Regions from separate parts of the Rattus norvegicus genome. Here region 2 is linked to region 1. A link is a contact called in public Hi-C data. All regions are on one chromosome and are shown on one strand. The core of a region is the stretch at or near the end of the contact, and the rest is flanking DNA. Distances in the headings are between cores, read along the strand shown.

Region 1 (6,118 bases), core at 801-3,300:
GGGACAGTTTCTCCTTCACTTTGCTCCTATATGTATTATCACTGAAGCTAGCTTGCTACCTCCCGTCCAGTGTCTACTAGCCCGTCCTGTCTATGGATGGCACATCTCCATCACCAGCCTCTCAGGTCTTAGGATGGCTTCTGGTATTCTGCTCCTAGAACAATGCTTTTTTTTTTTTTTTTTTTTTTTTTTGCTTTTTTCTTTTTTCGGAGCTGGGGACCGAACCCAGGGCCTTGCACTTGCTAGGCAAGCGCTCTACCACTGAGCTAAATCCCCAACCCCAGAACAATGCTCTTATAATATAATATTCATTCATTTTCATTCATTCTCTCTTCTCCTCTTCTTCCTCTTCCTCCTCCTCCTCCTCTTCTTCTTCTCTCCTTCCTCTCTCTCTCTCTCTCTCTCCCCCTCTCTTTCTCTCTTTCTCTCTTTCTCTTTTTCTCTCTTTCTGTCTCTCTCTCTCCCTGGCTGCTGGGGCTTGAACTCAGGCCTCAGACAGGCTGTGTACATTGTCACTACTTTACAGTGCTGTATTCTTAATTTCCCTCATTGCACCCTTTCTTGTACTCTATTTCTGACCGCTAATTACATTATTTGTTAATTTTTATTAGCTTGTGTATATTAATAAAGACATATAAATTAATATGTGCTCAAAGTTTGTCTTTTTTTAAGAGTTTAGGCATTTGCCCCCAGGCCTGATGAAGAGTTTAATACCTGGGATCCACATGGTAGGAAAGAAATGATTCCCAAGTTGACTCCTGACCTCTACATATATGGGTGTGTGTGCGCACACACAGACATACATATGAAAAATAAATATAATTTTAAATAGTTTAGAAACAGCTTTTCTGAAGAATATGAGGCCGAGTAAGTCCCAGATTACATGGAGCACGTATGCATATATGTATACACCAATGGGGCTCAAAGAAAAACTCATGTTCATATCCACATGGAAGCCCTAACCATGCCCACCCATCTAGAGCTCCGCCAGCCATCTCAGAATCCTGTGTCCTACTCTGATAGGCAGAACAGGGTGGTTTGGCAGAGCCCTTCATTTTTAGTTTGGAGAAAATACTCTTGAAAGTAAAGAGATACTGAAAAGGGTTTCACTGTTCACCATTCTGACACTGCTCACCGCCTGATTAATAAAACACATACCGAATATGCCACAATCTCTTAAAGATTCAGTTCCTATTTCCCAATTCCTCGGGGCACGACTCGTTCCCGTCGTTAACAACCGGTTTATCCTCCCACCACCTGAACCTGAGCTCATACCTGCCTTCATCCTTCCCTTCCTGGGGATACCATCCACTGTTCGACAGTCGCCCTGTCCTGTCCCAGGACAGCAAGACATTCAAGCCTGGGTCCCTAAGACCCCTATTCCTTCTCGCCGCCGCCGCCGCCCCCAGACACTGCCAGCCAGGCTGGAGAGCCTAGCCGGGCGGGGGGAGGGGTGTGCCTCGCCTCCCGTGACTGGCCCAGATGGCAGCCGATTCCGCCCCCACTCTCGGGCACCCCTCCAGCCCTCGCCCCCCGAAGGCTGCCCGTCCGCCTCGCACCTCGTCCCGACCCCACCCCACCCCTGGCCTCCCTCACGCCCTCAGCCGGCTTAGGACACACTCACCGTGCTGGGTGAAGACGTTGAAGCCGGCGTCTGCGGTACGCCCCACCGGGTCCCGCCTGCGGCCGGAGGGCCTGGCTGCGCTGCTGCCCCGGATCCCGCGCGGCTGTGGCTGCTGGAGCCCGGGAGCCTCCCCGACGCGGCCCACCTGCTGCCCCATCCCGCCGCTCGCGTACTCCCGCGCCCCCGCCGACCCCTGCTCACATTCCTCCTCTGCTCCGGCCTCGGAGCTCCCGGCACCGCTCCGGCCTCTCCGGCCCAAACCCAGGCCCTCTGGGCCGGAGTTGCCGGCGGCTCCTCACGCAGACTCCTCAGAGCCGCTGCCGCGCGCCGTGCTGCCTCCCAGCGACTCACAGACTACCCTTCTCCCTCCCCCTCCGGCGGCTCCTCGCCCCAGCCGCCGCCGCCATCTTTAAACCACCGAGCACAGGGCGAGCGTGGGACAGAGCGTCTCCCGCCCCTCTCTCGCCCAGGCACCTCCGCTACTCGGTGGGCGGAGCTCCGTGTGGCCCCGCCCCGCCCGCGCCCCGCTGGGTTGAAGTCGAGGCCCACCCCACCGGTCCACCGAAGCTTTCTAGGGCCCTCGAAGGCTTCACCGCCACCTTTACCTACATTCGGCTCCACACACTGCCTTACTTGGAGGGGTGTGGGCGCCCAGCCTTTCTTGTCCCACCCCCACCTGTCAAGTCAGAGGAGGTTCTGAACCCACCACGTGCGCAGCTCAGCAGCAGGCAGCTGAGGCTCGTGAATCCCTGTGCTTAGCTGCCATTCAACTGAGAAGCCCTTCACACACACTCAGCATCAGGTCTAGGGTGAAGTTTGAAATAGTACAAAATTCACCGGGAGATGGTAAAGTGCGGGGTTAACTTAATTTGAATTATTTCTTGATGTGCACTTTGCAGACTTCTTGGCAAAGCCGTTGTAGCCCAATTCCTCATACTACCTTGGATTTCTCTTGAACTCTTCCACCATCTCCCTAACCGCATGTGTTTCTGTTTACTTTAAAACGCCTAACAGTAAAGCTAATCTTCCCACAGATGTGCAGTGCAGGATGTCAGGCACTCCTTTGTTGACCAGGAAAACGTAATCACTTTGACCTGAGTCAGAACTTACTCATCTTTACCTTCTGGTATCTAAATAGAGAAACAGGCAGAAGAGAAGTTTTTTTTTTATAGGAGTGCACCCTGTGTGCAGTTGTCTCCCCATCCCAACCCACTACGAGTTCTATTAACTTAATATTTAGCCAGTTTTTTCAATTCTCAAAGACTCGATGACGCTTATTTCTCGCTATTCCTTTTTCTTCCTTGTTTGTTTTGTTCTTTAAAAGGATCAGTTACTAGACTTGGCACTTGAACTTTTGCTTTCGAATGAGGACTGGAGCCATTGCTTAAATAGAGGAAAACAGCCCTAAGGAAGAGAAGAGTTAGCAAAAATAGATGTAGTTCCCCTTACGTGTGTTTTGTAGAACTGTGTAAGATCACAAGCGTGTGTTGGTGAGATTCGAACTCAGGACCTTGAGTTCCAGGCAAATGCTCTACCACTTGCTACTGCCCAAATTCCAGCTGATTTTGATACAGATATTCACTATTAAAGAGCCTTAGGGGCTGGGGAAAGATGGGTTAATGACAAAAAAAAAAAAAAAAAAAATACTTGCACTGCAAGCCTGACCACCTGAACTTGGAGTTCCACACAAGATACTAGTCATAGTGAAAAGCCAGAAGCACTAGCCCAAGCTTTATGATCCTAGCTGGTCTACAAGAAGAGGGAAGGTTGGGGTTGGGGATTTAGCTCAGTGGTAGTGGGTTCAGTCCCCAGCTCCGGAAAAAAAAGGAAAAAAAAAAAGAAGAGGGAAGGCAGAGATGGGAGAGTCTCCAAAAGCCAGCAGGCCTGGCTTACGTGTGCAATGGCTAAGGAACCCTGTCTTAAACAAGGCTAGAACTGACAGTAAAAGTTGTCCTGTGACCGGCACACATACACATGCACATGCATGCGCCCACACAAAGAACGCTCTAAGTTATTCCATTGCCACCCAGGGTACAGCCAAATGCAATTGAGTTTAGTTCCCACAGAAAAGAAGCACTTCACTTTAGCACTGGATAGAATATGAATTTTCATTTATATCAAAGTTTGCCTGGATTTAAAATACCTCTTGTGGGGTTGGGGATTTGGCTCAGTGGTAGAGCGCTTGCCTAGGAAGCGCAAGGTCCTGGGTTCGATCCCCAGCCCCGAAAAATAAAATAAAATAAAATACCTCTTGTTCCTGGGTGTCATATTGTACTAAATTATAGATCCAGAGGCAGTCGGATCACAAGTTCAAGGCTAGACTGACTGCATAGTAAGACCATGTCTGAAAATTAACAAAAAATGACCACATACCTCTGAGTTGTGGTATATATTTGTATTCCCAACTGCTAAGAAAGCTAAAACAAGGAGACCGCTTGAGGTCGAGAATCTGAGTGAGACCAGCCCGTGCGACATAGCAAGATGCTGCCTCAAAATACTATTTATTTTCTTTTCATTCACAAAGTGGTTGCAGCTACTGAGAAGATTAATTCACAAAGCATAAAGATGATCATAGAAGTAGGATTAGTTTTTATTGTTTGGTTTTTATTTACCCATGGAATTTCAATTTGGTGACAACAGTTTGGTTTCTCTGCTAATTCGTAAAGATGGACAGTAATTGCCATGTAGAACAGTGCTGTGGTTAAGGGCAGGGACTCTGAAATTAGAAGGCTTAGACTCAAAATTTAGCTCTGGCAAAACAGGGATAGTCATATGCCTGTAACCCCAGAAACTCTAAAGACTGAGACCAGAAATCAAGCCATCCCAGGCTAGATAGCAAAACCTTTTGTAAAAACAAGCATGAAAGTAAAAAGAAAACAAAGAGGGAGTAAGAGAGAGAGGACTGGAGGAAAAGAGTATTTGGTGTAAAAAAAAAAAAATCTGTGGCAGAGCACTATGAGTTCAAGGCCAGCCTGGTCTACATAGTGAATTCTGAGGTCGTCAGAGATATATAGAAAGATCCTGTCTTTTTTTTTTTTTTTTCTTAAGTAAGTACACTGTCTTCAAACACACCAGAAGAGGGCGTCAGATCCCATTACAGATGGTTGTGAGCCACCATGTGGTTGCTGGGATTTGAACTCAGGACCTCTGGAAAAACAGTCAGTGCTCTTAACAACTGAGCCATCTCTCCAGCCCAAAAGATCCTGTCTTAAAAACAAAACAAAACAAAACAAAAAAAGTCTCCTGTAAATATATGCTATTGGTTTACAAAAAAAAAAAAAAAAAAGAAGCAGAGGAAGAAGATTCAGGAGAGGCCAACCTTGTCTCACATAAACAAAAATCAATAATGCAAAAGCAACAACAAAGTCTGTTTACATATAGATTCTCTAATGACATTAGATTCTTCAATTCTGTTTTCTCCTGGTTACATTTTATTTATTTTTTACTTATTTATTTATTTTTTTTGGATCTTTTTTTAGGAGCTGGGGACCGAACCCAGGGCCTTGCGCTTCCTAGGCAAGCGCTCTACCACTGAGCCAAATCCCCAACCCCTCTGGTTACATTTTAATAGAGGTTTTTATTACCAAGAATTTCATATGTGTACACATGTATTTTGATATATCCTCCCGCTTCTCAGCCCTTCCTCTGCCCTTGTCCCTGAGTGTGGACAACCAACCTAGGGAAGGGCACATACCCAGAGAGAAACTACTCTCCCTCCCCAGCAGCTACCAATTATTAATAACTTCTCAGCTAGAAGTGGGCCTCATTAGCACCTCCTTGATCCATGTTGGTATTTTCACTTCCTTGATTGTGTGTGTGTGTGTGTGTGTGTAATTTATTCACTTTACATCCCAATCTCCCCCCTCTTCTCCTCCAAGTCTAACCCTTATCAATCCCTCTGTCCATTAACCCCCCCCCCCCACTTCTCCTCAGAGACAACCAACCAGGCAGTCCAGTTAGGATAAGGAGAACCAGTGGCAGGCAACAGAGTCAGAGACAGCCTCTGCCTTAGTTGTTAGGGGACCCACATGAAGACCAAGCTGCCATCTGCTACAAATGTGTAGAAGACCTAGGTCCAGCCCCTGTGTGCTCTTTGATTGGTGGTTCAGTCTCTGTTGAGCCCCCAGGAGCCGAGGGTATTTGACTATGTGGGTCTTCTTGTGGTGTTCTTGACCTCTTCTGTTCACTCAATCCTTTCCCCCCACTCTGCCACAAGACTCCCTGGGTTCTGCCTGATGTTTGGCTGTAGGTCTCTGCATCTGTCTCCATCAGCTGCTGGATGAAACCTCTCAGGAGACAGTTACACCAGGCTCCTGTCCGCAAGCATAGCACAGTATCGTTTAAGAGTGTCAGGGGTCGGTTCTCTCCATAGGATGAGTCTCACGATGGGACTGGCTTGATCCTCTGCAGGACTTTTGGTGATAAGTAAAGTTTCTATGAGTTCCTCAGTGTAATGGCCATGTCACATGCAGATGTGACCAAAGTTAGGAGCAG
Region 2 (5,758 bases), core at 1,147-3,646, 69 kb before region 1:
CCCGTGCATGATGCTCTTATTCCAAGAGATACAAGCTTTTCTATAGAATTTACTCCTGCTATTAATGCTAGAGAACAAAAGGAAGTCACACCAATCGATAGTACAGGACACAGGAAATACCAGGCCAAGGCAGGTGAGGAAAAGCTCAGCCCTTCTGTGGTAGCCATCTACCTGTCTCCTGTGGCCTATAGAAATATTATGACGTGGCTTTCTCTGCCCTACCATTATTTCACCTGAGACACCTAAATATGAAAACACCCAGAAGTCTGTGTAGGAACTCATATATGTATATTTTACACACTGTACATACATACTAAGACATGAGTGTATGGTATGGTGGTGCAGCTACACAAATGTGCAGGTGCACAGTAGCTAACTATGCGTCCAAAAGAACCTGCTAGAAACTCAAGACATGTGTATGTGTGTGCCTGCATATGTGTTTATCTACACTTCTGCTTTCCTTAAGCACTTAGACAGAACTGCTCAATACAGGCCACCATAATCAGGACAGAGCCAAAACTCTGGAGGGTTGACAACACCCCTCCCCCTTATAGTTAGAATTATCCGCTCTGGACTTGTTGATGGCTACTGAAATAGACAAGGAGACAGACACTGAGCCTGTCTTTAGCCCCTCTCTGGCCAACAATGCTTGAAATACTTCAAGTATTTCAAATCCTGGGACTGCAGACGAAAGCCTCATGTTTCACACATGTGGTCAATGCAAAACTTTTTAAAAATTATTTACTTTTATTTTACATGTACAAATGTTTTGGCTATATGCATATGTATGTGTGGAACCTAAAGAGGCTACGAGAGTGTATCAAATGGTGCAGGTTACCACTGGGTGCTGGAGATTGAGCCAGGGTCCTCTGTAGGGACAGCAAGTGCTCTCACCACTGAGGCATCTCTCCAGCCCCCTCCCTCCACTTTTATCACCTTCAGAAAAGTAACTAAAGTTACTTTTTAAAGAAACTCAATTCCATGAGATTCTTGTGACCTTCAAGGGGGACCCAAAGCACATATATGGTATACCTGAATAAAGGCAGGCAAAAGGCTCATCCATATAGATTAAATAAATGTAAAATAAATATAAAGAAACTCCGTTTTAAGTTGTTTTATTTTTAGTATGTTTGATGGCATTTAAACATTGATACCCTGGACTGGGCTGCAGTTCCTCAGTACCTGCATAGCTTACATGGGGTTCCAAAGTTTGATCTCCAGTACTGGAAAAAATAGCTGTTTATAAAATTTTTACACAGAAACATTTTCTTGAGGTCAGGGAAGGCCTGTTGACTTGGTATCGTCATTTCCACTAACTACTTCATTCTGACCCTTAGGAATCAAAGGGTCTGTTTAACAAGTGGCCGTTTGTTATACTTTCATTTAGTTAAATATTTTGAAATAATTTCCTCATAGTGGGAGGCTTTACAGGTTCGGAAGGCAGCAGCCTCACCGAGCATGAGCCTACCCTTTTTTTCTCTCATAACAACAGTCTTAACTGTTTTCACTGGTGATTTTATCAAGTCATGTTCTTAATGTTTCTTAGCCAGTGAAAATAATCCTATTTATCCTCTCTCTCTTAATTGCGGCAGGACAGCTCCTCCTAACCATCCCTTTCACTAGGCCATAGAAACACTGCCTGTCTCAGCCAGTGCAGCTGAGAGCCGGACAACAAGGAAATAGGAGCCACTTACCTAACGTAAGCACTGGGCCACTCTCTGTCTACTGCTCCAAAGTGTGAGAATGGCGCTAAGCTAGGGGGTAGTGCCCTTACATGAGCCAGGCAGCCCACACTTTGGTCCAAGGTCCTGATCCACTGGGGGCAGCTGCTGAGTCCTGAGTGCCAGTGCGATCTGCACTACGTCTTTCAGTCACAATTCAATGGAAACAAATGGATGTTAGCCTGCATTAGAGCACAAACTTCTAACAATATGGACTTTTTCCTGAGGTGTTTTAAATCATCTTATTCTTAGCAAATCCTGAGAATAGGGCTGATTTGTTTTTAAAGCATCAGCCCAGAAACAGGTAAAAATGAATGAACCAAAGGTGCCTGGGAAGAAATCACCCGGTCAATGTCAGCGGCAGAAGTCAGCACAAGAAGGCTCTCATTCTCAGTCGCCAAGAAAATGATAAAGCAGAGTACGTCTCACCTTTGGTGATGCTGAGTGTGTTATCGCCACTTGCCACAAAGTCATAAAGTGCAACAAAGAGATTAGGGTCGCTCTCAGTGGCGCCCAGCAAGTTCTCCTTGGAGCTCCACCTGATAGCTTCATTCAGTGCCTGAGATTCAGCGTCACAACCAAAGGGGCGGTGCAAAACTTCTGAAAGACACAAGAGAGCGAGGCGTCCAGTGAGTCAAACAGCTAAGAATTCAGAGCTCAGGGTGAGGGCTGCAAGTGAAGTGCTGGCTTACACTTAGCCTGTCTCACAGAGTTACCACGAAGAAGCCAGGAGTTAGTTAGGTCATCCTCTACTGACTGTACAGTGAATTCAAGGCTAGCCTGAGCTACATTTGACTCTACTGCAAAAACACCACACACAAAGAGTGGGCACAGGTGCGGTTATTTCCTGGGCTTATGGCAGCAACTGAAGTCAAAGAAAAGACCATAACCAGAGAATGCACTCACCTAATCAGATCTAAATGACAACAAAGGTGCGGTTCTCTAAAAATGAGGAACGACCTTACAAACAAGTGCTTACTAGCTTTATAAGGCACATGTGGCACATTGCTGGGGTAATGACTTGCAGCTTTATGGAGGTGGGTTGAGTTAGTCTCAAATGGCCCACACTGGCCTCAGTCTCAAGCTTGCTATGAAATGGAGGGTGGCATTTACTCCCAGGCAGTGCTAGGATGACAGGAGTGTCCTTCACACCCGGCTAACATGGTAATGACCTGAAATATGGATGGTAAAGTTAAGAAACCCTTCTAAGCTAGGTGCTTGCTTTATGCCTTCATACAAAACAAAGCAGGGGAAGTAAATTCCTGAAGAGATAAATATCTTATATATCAATATCATGTATTTACAAATAACAAATACAGACACGGTGCTTCTGGCAAGATTAATCCTGAGCTCTCCACCTAACAGAACACATCTGAGTCACTCATGGCAGCTCACACCTCTAATGCACCACTCAGGAGACTGAGGCCAGGAGTTTGAGGCCAGCCTAGACTACAGAGTGAGACTGACTTTATCTCAAAAATAGTAAAGAAAGAAAAAGAAATACATTTTAATTTAATACGAAATACTGTGAGCATGCATCCAAAATATCTTTTTATGTTATGACAGCTTACAATTGCTCATTTCTTTAATTTTTTTTAAAAACTCTAATCTCTTTTCCTGAGCAGTAGATTTCTGTAAACTATTAGTAACTTAATCAAGGTTCTAGAAAATACCATCCATGTACTTTTGAGTTTTAATTATGCACATCAGCTAAAACCTTGTGAGATCTGTTTCTTTCTTAAGGCCTTTTCAAGTTCCAAATCTAATCCTGTACCACATTTGTTCAAAATTACCTGATTCTCATACCCTAGTTTTGTTATGCAAAACAAACAAATCAAAACCAAAAAGACCCACTGTTCTCTCAGTGGCAACATTCTTGCTGTATTAAATGGCTCCTTGCCGAGGCAAATGACCCATCTATGCCATGTAACATTTTTCTCTTATGTCTCTTTCCTAGTTTATTCAAAATAGATTTTGCCACATTTGAAGGGGGAAAAGGTTTGCACCTATGGTTCCCTTTTGTTTCAAGTCATTCCCTCTTCTCCGTCTTTCCTTCAGTGCTTTGTTCAATTCCCACAGATCTCACCTGGACTACTGCCTCCAGTCTTGTCTCCCTCAAATCCATCCTCCACACAGCTGGCAAAGTGATCTATTTAAGACAAAAATTGGACCACATCACTCTTGAGCCCCTTTAAGAGTTATTCATCAAACTCCCGGTCTCCTTGTTTCTGGCTTTCAAGTCCTTTCATGAGTAAGGCAGACCTACTTCTCTGCTTCCGCTCTTCCCACATACCTTACACTCACTTTACTGGGGCTGCCTCCCACATCTGGGCCTTGTTCTCGAAATCCATTACATCTGTAGTGGCTTCTCCTGATCTTCTTCTGTGTATATGAGCATGTAGGCACACATCTGTGTGTGTGTGTAAGCTGGAGAATTACCCTCTGTGTTATTCCTCAGGAGCTACCCTCCTTTTTAAAATAAGTGTGTCACTGGCCTAGGACTCAAGTGGGTATACTCAGGCCACCTCCCCAACACTGGAATTCAAGTGTGCCACCATGCTCAGCTTTTAAAATCATGGTTCTGGAGCTCCAACTCAGGCCCCTGTGCCTGAGGGCAAGCACTTCACTGAAAAGCCTTTCTCCAGCACCCCTCCCTCAGTCTTCTCCTGACTGGCTGACCCCTCACTTTTCAGCACTAAGTTCCCCGTGAATTTTCCTTTGTGTGCTCTCCAAAGAGTACTGCATTAATCCCTTCTCTCTGAAATTCTTTCCCAACCACAAAATGAATTCCTTATAGATAACAACCATTTTTTCCCAAAAGTTCCATACTCTGTACTCAAGAGCTATAAGTTATATGATACTCAACTCATAAAAAAAAAAAAGTAAACAACAGGAAATCATCTCAGCACTGAGGAAGCACATGCAGGCAGATTTCTGTGAGTTCCAGGTTCCAGGCTAGTCAGAGCTATAATGAGTACATGGTGAGACCCCCTTAACAAAACAACAACAAATAACAAAAAAGCAAACTACCCATTAACTAATGTTTGTTGTTGTAAATTTTAAAGCTATGGGAAGAGTTGGGGGAATTCCTGTCCTCAAAACATTTCACCCAGGAGAGTTAAGTAATATATTCAATATATAATCAGCAGATACACAAAAAACTCTTCTTAAATTTTTAATAAATTTAATAAAAGCCAATCAGTAGTACCCCTTAGATGAAGTACAAGGCACAAGGTTAATGTCATAACCAAGAGAAAAGGCCCAGAAGAACCCAAGCCAAGGAGACCGACCGTCTTTCCGTTCCTTGGCTTGGCCGTCACTCCTGTCTCCGGCTGTTACACAGCTTCCTTCTTTCCTTCCTTCCTTCCTTCTTCCCACTCACTCTTTTGTTCTGTACAACAAGTTCCTGTCCAAACTGTCTGCACAGGATATCCACAGAAAACATCGTCCTACCCTCTATTTTCCAAAAGGAAAATATCTTCAAGTAAAAATGTCCCAATTCCAGCTGAGACCAAGACTAAGCACAGAGTTAATGAATGATCTTAGCTGCAAGGCAGGGGGGCGATGAGCAAAAGAAACAAGAAAAGGCAAACTAAAGAACAAAGCACAAGCAAAGGGAACCCTGGAGCCCCTGTCTATGTCCTGTTCGCCACCAGTTAAAACGGGCAAGCCCCATGAGTCAGATGTACTGAGCCCAATTCAATGTCAGTGTGTGGGCTAGAATGTTAACTTCTGAACAACACAAGTTAACTCAATCTTTCAATTAACCACAGCAACAGCAGTGGACTCTGAGGATCCCACAGCAACAGCAGTGCATTGTGAGGATGCAGAAAGAAGGCAGCAAAGGGCCCCACACTCTACTGAATTGTGCAAAAGACCCAGGGAACAAATACTTTGAGAAACAAAAAGTTTGTTATCTTTTCTATTGATACATTTATAGGACAACACACACATACACATACACACACACGCACACACACACACACAACAGCAACATATAACCTATAACAACCTGTAACAATACAACTGAAATACAA

The links. Hi-C and Micro-C count contacts between places; a contact is called where the count stands out from the background.
Region 2: a contact with region 1 is called in a Hi-C map of the A7r5 cell line, with 2.4 times the contacts expected there. The contact joins the enhancer-like site here to the promoter of Abl2 in region 1. A contact is called at or near these places in 4 of 12 Hi-C or Micro-C datasets (the A7r5 cell line, Schwann cells, frontal cortex and 1 more) and 1 of 1 datasets of contacts at active chromatin or transcription factors (oligodendrocytes).

Annotation. Positions count from the first base shown.
Region 1 is chr13:71,219,881-71,225,998 of GRCr8, reverse strand. Abl2 (ABL proto-oncogene 2, non-receptor tyrosine kinase) reads right to left here and starts at 2,050. Exons shown (of 12, transcript NM_001395130.1): 1 at 1,625-2,050. The coding sequence starts at 1,781.
Region 2 is chr13:71,289,484-71,295,241 of GRCr8, reverse strand. Abl2 (ABL proto-oncogene 2, non-receptor tyrosine kinase) reads right to left here. Exons shown (of 12, transcript NM_001395130.1): 2 at 3,808-3,870; 3 at 2,151-2,321. Among named protein-coding and RNA genes, the nearest start is that of Tor3a, 56 kb to the left of the region's middle. Within about 2 kb of position 2,396, at least 1 of the 93 cell types and tissues checked has an H3K27ac peak or open chromatin away from gene starts, as enhancers often do. A contact at or near this core is called in the A7r5 cell line, where this site is marked.